Linked DNA regions of Sus scrofa: region 2 is linked to region 1. A link is a contact called in public Hi-C data. All regions are on one chromosome and are shown on one strand. Each heading gives the region's core, a stretch centred on a gene start, on an enhancer-like site or on the middle of the called end of the contact. The rest is flanking DNA. Distances are from core to core; before and after follow the strand shown.

Evidence for each region. Hi-C and Micro-C count contacts between places; a contact is called where the count stands out from the background.
Region 2: a contact with region 1 is called in a Hi-C map of fetal skeletal muscle, with 1.8 times the contacts expected there. The contact joins two enhancer-like sites. A contact is called at or near these places in 3 of 47 Hi-C or Micro-C datasets (embryonic fibroblasts, fetal skeletal muscle and skeletal muscle).

What each region holds. Positions count from the first base shown.
Region 1 is chr1:193,915,172-193,920,886 of Sscrofa11.1, reverse strand. It overlaps SYNE2 (nesprin-2), which reads left to right. Exons shown (of 117, transcript XM_021074116.1): 110 at 958-1,072; 111 at 2,061-2,263; 112 at 3,240-3,440; 113 at 4,642-4,770. Among named protein-coding and RNA genes, the nearest start is that of ESR2, 74 kb to the right of the region's middle. Within about 2 kb of position 3,401, at least 14 of the 83 cell types and tissues checked have an H3K27ac peak or open chromatin away from gene starts, as enhancers often do. A contact at or near this core is called in fetal skeletal muscle, where this site is marked.
Region 2 is chr1:194,092,094-194,097,808 of Sscrofa11.1, reverse strand. SYNE2 (nesprin-2) reads left to right here. Exons shown (of 117, transcript XM_021074116.1): 40 at 1,366-1,568; 41 at 2,227-2,346; 42 at 2,445-2,736. Among named protein-coding and RNA genes, the nearest start is that of ESR2, 250 kb to the right of the region's middle. Within about 2 kb of position 3,043, at least 1 of the 83 cell types and tissues checked has an H3K27ac peak or open chromatin away from gene starts, as enhancers often do. A contact at or near this core is called in fetal skeletal muscle, where this site is marked.

The sequences.
Region 1 (5,715 bases), core at 2,152-4,651:
TGTGTCCTCTGTGTGTTCCCAATTGCCAGTGATAATAATGCCAACCAGCTCCACAGAGTGGCTGAGGCTTGGGGGAGAGTAACTAAAATTTTGTAAAACACTGCAAATGTAAAAGTGCTAACATAAAAACAGTCTGGTAAGCTCAACGATTGTTTGTAACTCTTTTTGCATGGTTCATTTGAGGAACGTTAGCCTCAAATCAAATCAGGCCATTTTATTCCCAATATTGACATCTCACCTACGTCCCCCTCCCTGGGCTTCCGCTGAGGCTTTATTCTGCCCTCAGCTCTGCATGCTTAGAAATGCTCCCTGGACACTGAAGCACCTCTGTATTACCAGCCAGTTACCCTGTGAAGAGAAGGGCTCTCATCATTTCTCACTTGTTAATATGAACCAAGACATTCTTTAGACAGCCTTTAAGAGGGAAGGGGAGGAAATGGGATGGTCTGGGAGTTTGGGGTTGGTGGGTACAAACTATTGCATTTAGAATGGATAAGCAATGCGGTCGTGCTGTACAGCACAGGGAACCATATCCAGTCATTTGTGATGGAACATGACGGAGGCCAATATGAGAAAAAGAATGTGTATGTATGTATGACTGGGTCACTGTGCTGTACACCAGAAATTGACAGAACACTATAAATCAACTTTAATAAAAGTAAAATAGAAATTCAAAAAAAATATAGAACTCAAAGTACAGTAAGTCCCTCCTTATCCATGGGGGATTCATTCCAAGAACCCCAATGGGTACCTGAAACCACAGGTGGTACCAAACCCTGTTTATACTGTGTTTTTCCCTTTACATGCATACCTGTGATAAATTTAATTTATAAACAAGGCATGGTAACAGATGGACAACAATAACTGGTAATATAATAGAACATTTATACCAATAAACTATTAAATGTTAAGTGAAAAAAATGTATAGATGGTAACATAAAAAGTGTTCCCATCTAGGTAAAGCTGCTGCTGTCCCCAGTCACCGGTGGTGGCAGAGAGGATCCAAGAGCCCTGAATGGCAACCCCCGGCAGGAAGATGAGGGCTTGGCTCCCCTCACCAGGCAGCAGTCAGGTACGGCGAAATCAGGCAGTTGGTATAGAGGTAGACTGAGTTTTGGGCTAGCTGGGCATTTACTTTAAGTCATGGCTCAATGGAACATTAATTAGGAATGGACTGTGTTACTCACCAAAACTGCTGAACTGGGCCTATGGCAGCCAATGTCATTTTAGAATCAGCTGACTTGTATTTATGGACAAATGCCTAGGCTGTTCACTTTACTTCGGAAACTATTCCTTAAATATTGATAAATTGAGCCTCATGTGATGAAGGGCCTGTTTTCACCTGTGTGACCTCACTTGTATGTAAAGATCAGATGTGAAGAAAATAAAGAGTTGTATTGGGCATCTCCTTGGGAGACCCTAAAGGCAATGACTCAGCTGAGCCTAAAGTCATACTCGTTGCATTGACCTGATCATTCACAGACACAAGGAGAAAGCCCCTCAAAACAGGAAGGGAGTTCCCTTTATGGCACAGCTGAAACGAATCCGACTGGTATCCATGAGGATGCAGGTTTGATCCCTAGCTTCGCTCAGTGCATCAGGGATCTGGCATTGCTGTGTGCGGTGGTAGGTCGCAGACATGGCTCAGATCCTGCATTGATGTGGCTGGCAGCTGTAACTCCAGTTCAACCCCTAACCTGAGAACTTCCATATGTTGTGGGTGCGGCCCTAAGGGGGAAAAAAAAAAGAAAGGAAAAAAAAAAAACCAGCAGGAACTGGAGCACCATATGGGGAGTACAGCACCTGTTGGCAACATGTTGGGCCTCCTAGCTGCCCCCCACCTGGTTCCAGCCTTTGTTGGGAATGCAGCGGCCCCAGCCTTGAACCAGAGTGAGGGCAACATGCTGTTCCACAACCAAGGGAAGTTGATAGCCTCCAAACCCCGGGCCTCTTGGAACCAGCATCCCTGATGGGTTTTATCACTGTGACCCTGAATTAGGTGGAAGCAGAGAAATCTACTTGCGTGATTGCTTCTTTTTGTTGGCGGCTTGTTATTCCAGGTGACTTTGATAGATGGGAGCTGATCCAAGCACAAGAACTTCACAAGAAACTCAGAATAAAGCAAAACTTGCAGCAGCTTAACTCCAGTATCAGCGACATTACCACTTGGCTGGAAAAAACTGAAGCAGAGTTGGAGACATTAAAGTTGGCAGAGCCTCCCTCTGATATGCAGGAGATAGAACTCCGAGTGAAGAGGCTGAAGGTGAGTGAGGGCGGGTGTAAGTGCTGGTGGTGCTGGTGAGCACGTCTGATCTGTTAGTGGCATCAGGGTCGACTGGGGCATGGTGTGTGTACCAGTCCATCTCCTCTGTTTCATGTCTGTAACTGGCAGAGACACGGATGCAGGCTTGTGTTTTCTTCAGAGGCGCACCTGCAGATGATCCCAAAGCCCAGAGCAGTGCTGGGGAGGTGTGGCTCTGCTCTGACCTCAGAGGTGCCTCAAGACTCTTCTGGAGGCACTAGCGGCAATGGGCAGGCCGCTTAAAACACCCTTCCAAATGTGTACAGGCAGGAGCAGGGGTGGCACATTTGGGGTGGGGGAGTAGGACAGCTCACCTATTGATGAGTTCAGTGGCCTGAGATGGTTACTCTGCTACCCAGTTAGGCTCTGTCACCCACACAGTCAGCCCTTGCCCCATTGGAACTGACGGGCCATGGTGGGTGGGGGTGCACCTTGAGCCTACACTTTGTGGGTGCTCAGAACATGAGCCCGGGCTCCTGGGAGAACCCAGGGAAGGGGTTAGGGGTATCCAGGCCATCTTCACGCACGTACTACTGTTTTACTTTGTGCTTACCCTTCATCCTAAAGAATGGCACTTCTGGGACATTAGGGGCAAATTTAGGATAACGGTGCTTTACCCAGAAGACTTTTAATCTGATTCGGAAATGTCATCATGAAGCCAACTGGAGGTCAGCAGGGTCTGTTCATGCCCCCAGTATAGCCAGTCCTCCAGGAGTCAGGCCTCCATTCTCAGTCCGTCAGCTGCCCAGCCAAGCTGGTGACCTTGTAAGGCAGCTCCCTCCCCTGATGCTCCCCAGCCAGTCACAGGCGACGTCACCCTCGTATCTGGGGCTGTGGCTTGGAGAAGGATTTGGAAGATCCATTCCCCACTGAGGTTCAAAATGATCCTCATCCCTGTTTTGAGAGCACCTCACCCAGTCTCTTCTCTCTTCCATAGGAGATAGTAAAAGCCTTTAACACCCACAAGGCTTTGCTGGTCTCTGTCAATGTGAGCAGCAAGGAATTTCTGCAGACCGAGAGTGCCGACTCCAAAGAGCTCCAAGATCGAGTCAGCCAGCTGAGCCTGCGCTGGGACGCGGCCCAGGAGGCGGTGGAGAGCTGGAGGGAGGGCTTACGACAGTCGCTCATGCAGTGCCAGGTATGCCAGCTCAGCACCCGGAGGCCCCACAGCCAGGCCCACGTGGGTGGGAGAGGCAGATATTTTTATCAACATCGGGCCACTTGGATGCAGCCAAATATGGCTCATATTAGGAAGCATGTGCTCCCCATCTGTTTCCAGAGGCCCACCTACTGTCTCAGAGACCTGCTTCTTGCCCTGCATTTGTTTCCCACCCAGGTGCAGACCTGCTCATAGTGAGAGGGTGCCAGCTAGCTCCTTGGGAGGCTGGAGATGTCACATCAATATCGCCCCCCCCCCCAATCTATCCTTCCGCCAGGAAGGCTAGATAGCAGAGTGACTGAGCAATCTTGCCCTGGAACAGGGAGCAGTTGAACCCAGCTCTGCAGCTAAATTTAATAGCTGTGAGGCTGTGGGCCAATCACTGAACATTTCAGACTCAGTTTTCTTATCTGAAGATGGGAATAATTCCAGTGCCTGCTTCACAGGATTCTTTTTGGGACCACATTCTGTAACCTTGACCCAGCTCCTGACACATAGTAAATGCCCAGCCCAGGTTAGCTCTGATTCCATCTTCAAGATCGTGAGCCCATGAGCAGCCTGTTTTGTCAGGGTGTCTCGCGTGACCATTGAATTAGCAAATTTGTGGAATAATTTGTGTGGGCCCTACGTGATGTCAGGTGGAGCATTCTGAAGCCCACCTTTCTGCCAGCACTTTTCACTTGAGAGAACCCTTCTTGCGCGTCCTGGGTCTATGCCCAGCATGTTCTCCTTTTCTGATGTCCTTTGTTTGGGGCCTGGCATTTAGTTTAACTCTGGCCCTTTTATTCACTGGATAAAGACCAGAAGAGCAGACGATGATGATGGATTAGAAGCAGCAAGCTGCTTCCCAGCACACCTGCCCTCATAGTTCTAAGAGCAAAGCAACCATTTCTTTTTTTTTTTTTTTTTTTTTGTCCTTTTGCCTTTTCTAGGGCCACTCCTGTGGCATATGGAGATTCCCAGGCTAGGGGTCCAATCAGAGCTGTAGCCACCGGCCTACACCAGAGCCACAGCAACACAGAGTCCAAGCTGCGTCTGCAACCTACACCACAGCTCAGGGCAATGCTGGATCCTTAACCCACTGAGCAAGGCCAGGGATTGAACCGCAACCTCATGGTTCCTAGTCGGAGTCCTTAACCACTGAGCCATGACAGGAACTCCCCATGTCTTTGTTTTTAAGGATTTCCACCACTTGAGTCAAAATCTGCTGCTGTGGTTAGCGAGTGCCGAGAGCCAGAGGCAGAAGGCTCACATCCGTGACCCAGAGGCGAACCATCAGGCTCTCCTGGTGTGTCGGGAAGAACTCACGGTAGGTTACACTGCCAGGGTCCTGCGCTACAACTGGGCTGCTCAGGAGGTCAGTACTTGGGTGCCCTCACCTGGCCTTCCTGAAAATAGCGCTCTGAGGGTGTTCTGGTCCTCGTGTTCCTGGTGGTGGCTGCTGAGGATCCTTTGCAGTTCTCATGCGGAATGATGCAGGAGTGAAAAGCTGTGGTCCAGAGCAGGAAGTCTTCAAGACTCAGGAACTGGGGGTCTAGGTGTTCAGCAGTATCCTGTAAATACAGCTATTTTGGGGGGAATCCGGATGTTCAGTTGCCCCACAGCCAGGAGGACAGCTGTATGAGTTTCTATATCCACATGGCACAGACTTTCTTCTGGGAGGGTAGTTGTGCTTTCATATATTTATTTCACCAACAAGCCAACATGAGACATATATTCTCATGTGCACTCAAGGTGACATTTTTATTCACGTATTTTATATCTGGTTTAATTTTAAATATTTTAAATTTAATCAAAGCGCTGGACATTGTTTAAAACATGTGTTTTTGTACTAAAATCTTTGTAAAGCCCCACAATCCAGAGCAGCTCTAATGGAACTTTGTGCAGCGATGGAAATGTTCCCCATCTGCACTGTTCACCGTGACAGCCACCAGCCACAGGTAGCAACTGAGCACTTGAAATGTGGCTCTTGTGACCAGAACTGAGCTTTTAATACTATGTGTATGTGGTCCAGTGGCCATCAGATTAAACATCAAGCAAGACAATAAAGCGGACTCACCCACTACCTCTGTATTTCTAAATGGTTTCCGTAAAGCTGTGCTTTCCCAAGTTATCCACTCCAGACTTTCCCTTGGCTTCCTGCCATGGTGGATGAGGGCTCAGTCTTCTCATATCACCCCTCACTCCTCTCCTCTACTTCCTCCAGCACTGCAGTTGCCTCCAGAACAAGAAGGAATGAAAAGTAAGTCAGGTA
Region 2 (5,715 bases), core at 1,794-4,293, 180 kb before region 1:
GACCTGTATATAAGTAAATAGGATAATAGTTTGGCTTTAATAATTTCCCTACATAGAAATAATGTTTCCCCTCAACCTGGCCTTTCCCCCAAATCTTTTGAAACTCTGTGTTTACCTGGTAAGGGTGCAAGCGACTTAAATAGGTTCTGTTTTCACAACTGTTCTAAGATGCTGTTTAACTTAATGTTCACTGGTAGATTCAGTTGTGTTAAAATCATATTAGATAAAAATAAAGGCTTTACCTAATTTGGACTTTGAATTCCCTTTGTTTCCTGTAAGAGAGCACTTGACTTGTTATGAAATTTTCCCCAGCTGTATTTCTTTCAAAAATTGCAGTTGAACTTTAATACACTGTTGATGGGAGTTGAGTGGAAGGTAACCTGAAATGAGGCAGGGTGCCTGGGGGCCTTTAAAATACCTATGGCACCCTCAGTCCTTACTCACTTTAGGGTAGATGATCAAGTACTTTAGGCTTTGATAAGCTCAAGCTTATCAATAGCATTAAATATTCCCAGTTTAATTCCTATCGACATAATTAGTTTTTTTCTTTTTTTTAGTTCATAGTTGCAATTATTTTTCCTTTAAATTTTACCATTTAAAATTGCATGGGGAGTTCCTGTTGTGGCGCAGCAGAAACGAATCTGACTAGGAACCATGAGGTTGCAGGTTTGATCCCTGGCCTTGCTCAGTGGGATAAGGATCCAGAGTTGCCGTGAGCTGTGGTATAGGTCACAGATGCGGCTCAGATCTGGTGTTGCTATGGCTCTGGCATAGGCCAGCAGCTACAGCTCTGATTAGACCCCTCACCTGGAAACCTCCATATACCGCAGGTGGAGCCCTAAAAAGACCAAAAATAAATAAATAAAATGAAATAAAATAAAATAAAATTAAAATTGCATGAGTCTCAGCAACTGAAGCTCAAACCTTGAAACACAAACATTGAAATAAAATTCTGATTTGGACAAATTTGAATAGAGAATAGACTGTTTAGTTTTGCATGTTGATTGCCTGGAAGGAGCAAGTATTTAGGAGAAGTTGAGCTGAGCCAGAATAAGAAAAGACAGCTTTCTTGGTTTTATTCCCACCGACCCACTCATTGTTTTGCTTGATGTGATTCCTGGAAAGTCAAATGCAAATGCAGATGTAGACATAAACACACACAAACACACACACACACACACACACACACACACACCATAAATCATCTTTGAATCTTTGGCCCTATCTCCATAGCTCTTCTTTTATATAAGATATCATGACGGTGGCATGTCTGTGTACCATCTTGGTGAATTGTCACTAGAGTGGCAGGGACCACCAAACTTAGACTTGCCTGTAGGAGATAATTGACTTTTTGTCTTTCTTAAGGATTTCTTGACTCTTGAAGGAAGGGGCAGTGAAATACAGCAGGTAGTAACTGTACTGGATCATGTGAAGAAGCATCTCCCTAAAGCGTATGTTAAGAAGCTTAACAGTTGGATCGTTAGTCAAGAAATTGAATTAGAAAAAATGGAGTCCATATGCCAGGCACGAGCAAAGGAGCTTGATGATTGCTTGCAGCAGCTCCTAAGGTAGGAAATAAAGGTGATGTCGGGAATAACATGCTTGCTAATGATGTCTTCACATGTACTCTGCCTCAGTACAGCCAGCAGTGGGATACATAGTAATACAAATTTCAAAAATAAAATATGTACTTCAGATCCAAAGTTTGGCTCTAGGAATGTGGAAGTTTGGAGACTTCTTTGAATTGTGGCAAAGGAGAGAGTCCAAAAATTTTTTCTTTAATTTTATGATTCTTATTTTTTTCCATTATAGCTGGTTTATAGTGTTCTGTCAATTTCTCCTGTACAGCAAAGTGACCCAGTCCTGCACACACACACACACACACACACACATACATATATATATTCTTTTTCTCACATTATCCTACATCATGTTCCATCCCAAGTGACTGTAGTTCCCTGTGCTGTACAGCAGGATCGCATCAAAAATAGTTTCTGTTTTGTTTCCCGTTCTTTATGATATATATGTATGGCTCCTTAGAACTCCACTATAATGAAGGTTATTACATTATTCAGATTTTAATGTTATAAATTAAACTTTCTCTAAAGAATAACCAAAAAAAGCAGTAAAAAAAACCTGGTCGCGTCACAAGATTTTTGTCAGCCTTCTCTTCAGATAAACACTTTTTGCTGATTTTATATTCTAATGTGTGTGGTGTTCTTTTAGACTTCAGGAGGACCACAGAAACCTGAGTAAGTGGTTGGCTAATCAAGAAGAGAAATGGAAAGAAATGGGAGGATCAAGAGAGCAAACTGAGCTACTTTGCCAAACTCTTGCTAGAAAGAGGTATAGCTGATCTTGCTTGAAATATGTTTCTTGGGAGTATGATTTCACAAGTGGTATCTTGGCTCCTATAAACTTTCAATGCTATTTGGAATTTACAGTGAACAATTTGAAACTATAGCCCAGATGAATGACTCAGTGAAGGAATATGGGCTTACTGAGGAAGAAGAGATCGTAATGGAATCAACACGTTTGATTGATAGATACCAGACATTATTGAGACAATTACGTGAAACTGATGAAGAGGATAAGTTACCTCCTGCCAAAGACCAGCTGTTTGATGATCTTGCACATGATGTGATTCATTGGATAACAGGGATTAAAGAGTCCCTTATGGTTTTGAATTCATCTGAAGGCAAAATGCCTCTTGAGGAAAGAATCCAAAAAATAAAGGTATGACTGTGGAAACAAAATTTCAGAGGTTGGAGCGAACTCTTAATTTTGAAAAGATTTAGAGGAAAAGTGCAAACGTGTCTTAAATAGCACTGTGGATTGGGTGAAGAAATTCCGATGATTGAGCTTAAAAAAGAGAAAGGCTGTAACGGGTCTAAAATTATTTTAGTGCATATAGAAGAGAGAAAGCATATCCACTTTTGTGAGGGTAATATCTACTGATTGTCCATCCTCACTGAGTGCCGAGGGATTGGAATAGAGACGATTACTTAGAGCTGTGGCAGGTGCAAGTTTGCTCGGATGTCAGAAGAATGTGTGTCAGTGCTTCAGAGGCAATGGCAATGTCAGGGGCAGGGCTGGAGAGGAACTGCCTTCAGAGTAGATTTGTCTGGTTCCTAAGGGGGTATTAGACACTGAGTGGGTTGTATAGTTCTTAAGTTGTTAGACACTGAGTGTAGAGGAAGATAAAGTTAAGCTCTTGGTTTGACTTAGATCATCAGAATCATTTGGGATTATATCTGGAAGCTTTTCCAGAGAAGGTGAATCTGGGGTAGTGTTTCCAGGGAGGAGGGGGACTTGGTGTTTGGAGCAAAGGAAGGAAAGAGCAGAGGGTGGCAATTAATTCTGTCGTGGTGGAGAAACGAGAGTTGGCTTGATGCACTCTGTGTTTCCCTCTGGAAAGCCATAAACCCAGCCTCGGGAGTATAAAAACGTCTTGTTCAGGTTGCTATTCCAATTCTTCATTTTTAACTACGTCATGGATCAGGAGGAGGATTTGCTAGGGATTTTTTTGGCATATAATTTCCATACGAGATTGTTTTAAGTTGTTGGTCTCTTATTTGCAAGTGCATCTCCAGTGTCCTGTATTTGTACCCTCCTCTTCTCACGATTTCTGATTTTGGTAGCATAATTGTGTGTGGATGACTTCCTGCCTTTACTGTATACCTTTACTGATGATCATTGTCATTGGTAGTATTTTTGTTTCTAGTTGTGGCCTTTTCGTTTCTGCCTAGAGAAGTTCCTTTAGTTTGTTGTAAAGCTGGTTTAGTGGTGCTGAATTCTGTTAGATTTTGCTTGTCTGTAAAGCTTTTGATTTCTCCTTCAAATCTGAATGAAAGCCTTACTGGGGAGAGTAATCTTGGTTGGAGGTTTTTTCCTTTCATTACTTTAAATATATCGTGCCACTCCCTTTTGGCTTGCAGAGTTTCTGCTGAAAAATCTGCTGATAACCTTATCAGGGTTCCCATATATGTTATTTGTTTCTTTTCCCTAGCTGCTTTCAATATTTTCTCTTTGTCTTTAATTTTGGTTGGTTTGATTAATATGTGTCTTGGGGTGTTCCTCCTTGGGTTTATTTTATATGGTACTCGTGCTTCCTGGATATGAGTGAGTAGTTCCTTTCCCATGTTAAGGAAGTTTTTGGCTATTAACTCTTCGAATATTTTTTCTGTCCCTTTCTCTCTTTCTTCTTGTTCTGGCACCCCTGTAATATGGAAGTTGGTACGTTTAACATTGTCTCAGAGTTCTCTTAGACTGTCTTCATTTCTTTTCAATCTTTTATCTCTTCTGTTCTGCATTAGTGATTTCCACTAGTCTGTCCTCCACCTCACTTATTTGTTCTTCAGCCTCCTGTATTCTGCTGTTGTTGCTTCTACTGAATTTTTTTTATTCCAGTTATTGTATTTTGCATCTCTGCTTAAGTTTTAAATCTTGTATTTCTTTGCTCAGTGTTTCCTGTAAGTTATCCATCTTTGCCTCCAGTTTATTTCCAATGTCTTGCATCATCTTCAGCATCAACAGTCTAAAGTCTTTTTCCTGGAGGCTGAGAATCTCCAGATCACTTAGCTGTTTTTCTGCTGTTTTTTTTTTTTTTTCTCCTTTCTCCCTCATCTGAGTTACAGTTCTCTGCCTTTTCATTTTTATAGGTTTTTGGTGTGGTGTCCTTTTTACAGACAATAGAGTTGTAGCCTCCCTTATTTCTGATGTCTGCCCCCTTTGTTGCTGAAGTTGGCATGGGGGCTTGCTGTAAGCTTCCTGATGGGAAGAACTGCTGCCTCCCCACTGGTAGGTGGGGCTGATTCTTATCCTGTTGTGGTTGGGGCTTTGTCTCTGGGTAAGATTAGAGGCAGCTATGTGCCTGGGGGGTCTTTACGCAGCCTTTTTACTGATGGATGGGGTTGTAATCCTGCCTGGATTATTGTTTGGGCTGGGGCTTCTCTGTGCTGATGTGTGGGGCCTGATTTTCCCAAAATGGCCAACTGTAGAGGAACACATGCTAATGAATATTCCTGAGATCTTTGCCTCCAATGTCCTTCCCCCATGACGAGCCACAGTCATCCCCTGTTTTCCCAGGAAATCCTCCATTAACTGTAGTCAAGTCTGACCCAGATTCCTATGGAGTCTCTGCATTGCCCTGGGACCCAGTGCACATGAAAGCCTGTGTTTGCCTTTCAAGAATGGGGTCTCCATTTTCCCCAGGCCCGTGGAGGTCCTGTGCACAAGCCTCACTGTCCTTCAATGCCAGATGCTCTGGGGGCTCTTTCTCCCAATGCCCAGATCCCCAGGCATAGGGACCTGAGGTGGGGCTTAGAACTCTCACTCCTGTAGATGAGTCTCTGTGATAGTTACTTTCTAGTCTGTGGGCTGCCCACCCAGCGGGTATGGGGTTGCTTCTCTTGCATAATCACCCCTCCTACCATCTTGATGTGGCCTACTCTTTGTCTTCTGGAGTAGGATATCTTTTTTGAAAGTTTCCAGTCCATTTGGTTGAAGGTTGTTCAGTATTTGGTTTTAATTTTGTTGTTTTTATGAGAGAAGGTGAGTTCCATTTCTTCTATTCTGCCATCTTAATCCCATCTCTTGGCATGTAATTTCTTTGAGGGCAGTTGAAAATCAAGAGGGCAATTAGACCAACCTGACAAATGTTTACTGAGAACCAGTTCTACACAATGTGAAGGAGATGCCTTTGTATTGGGGGCA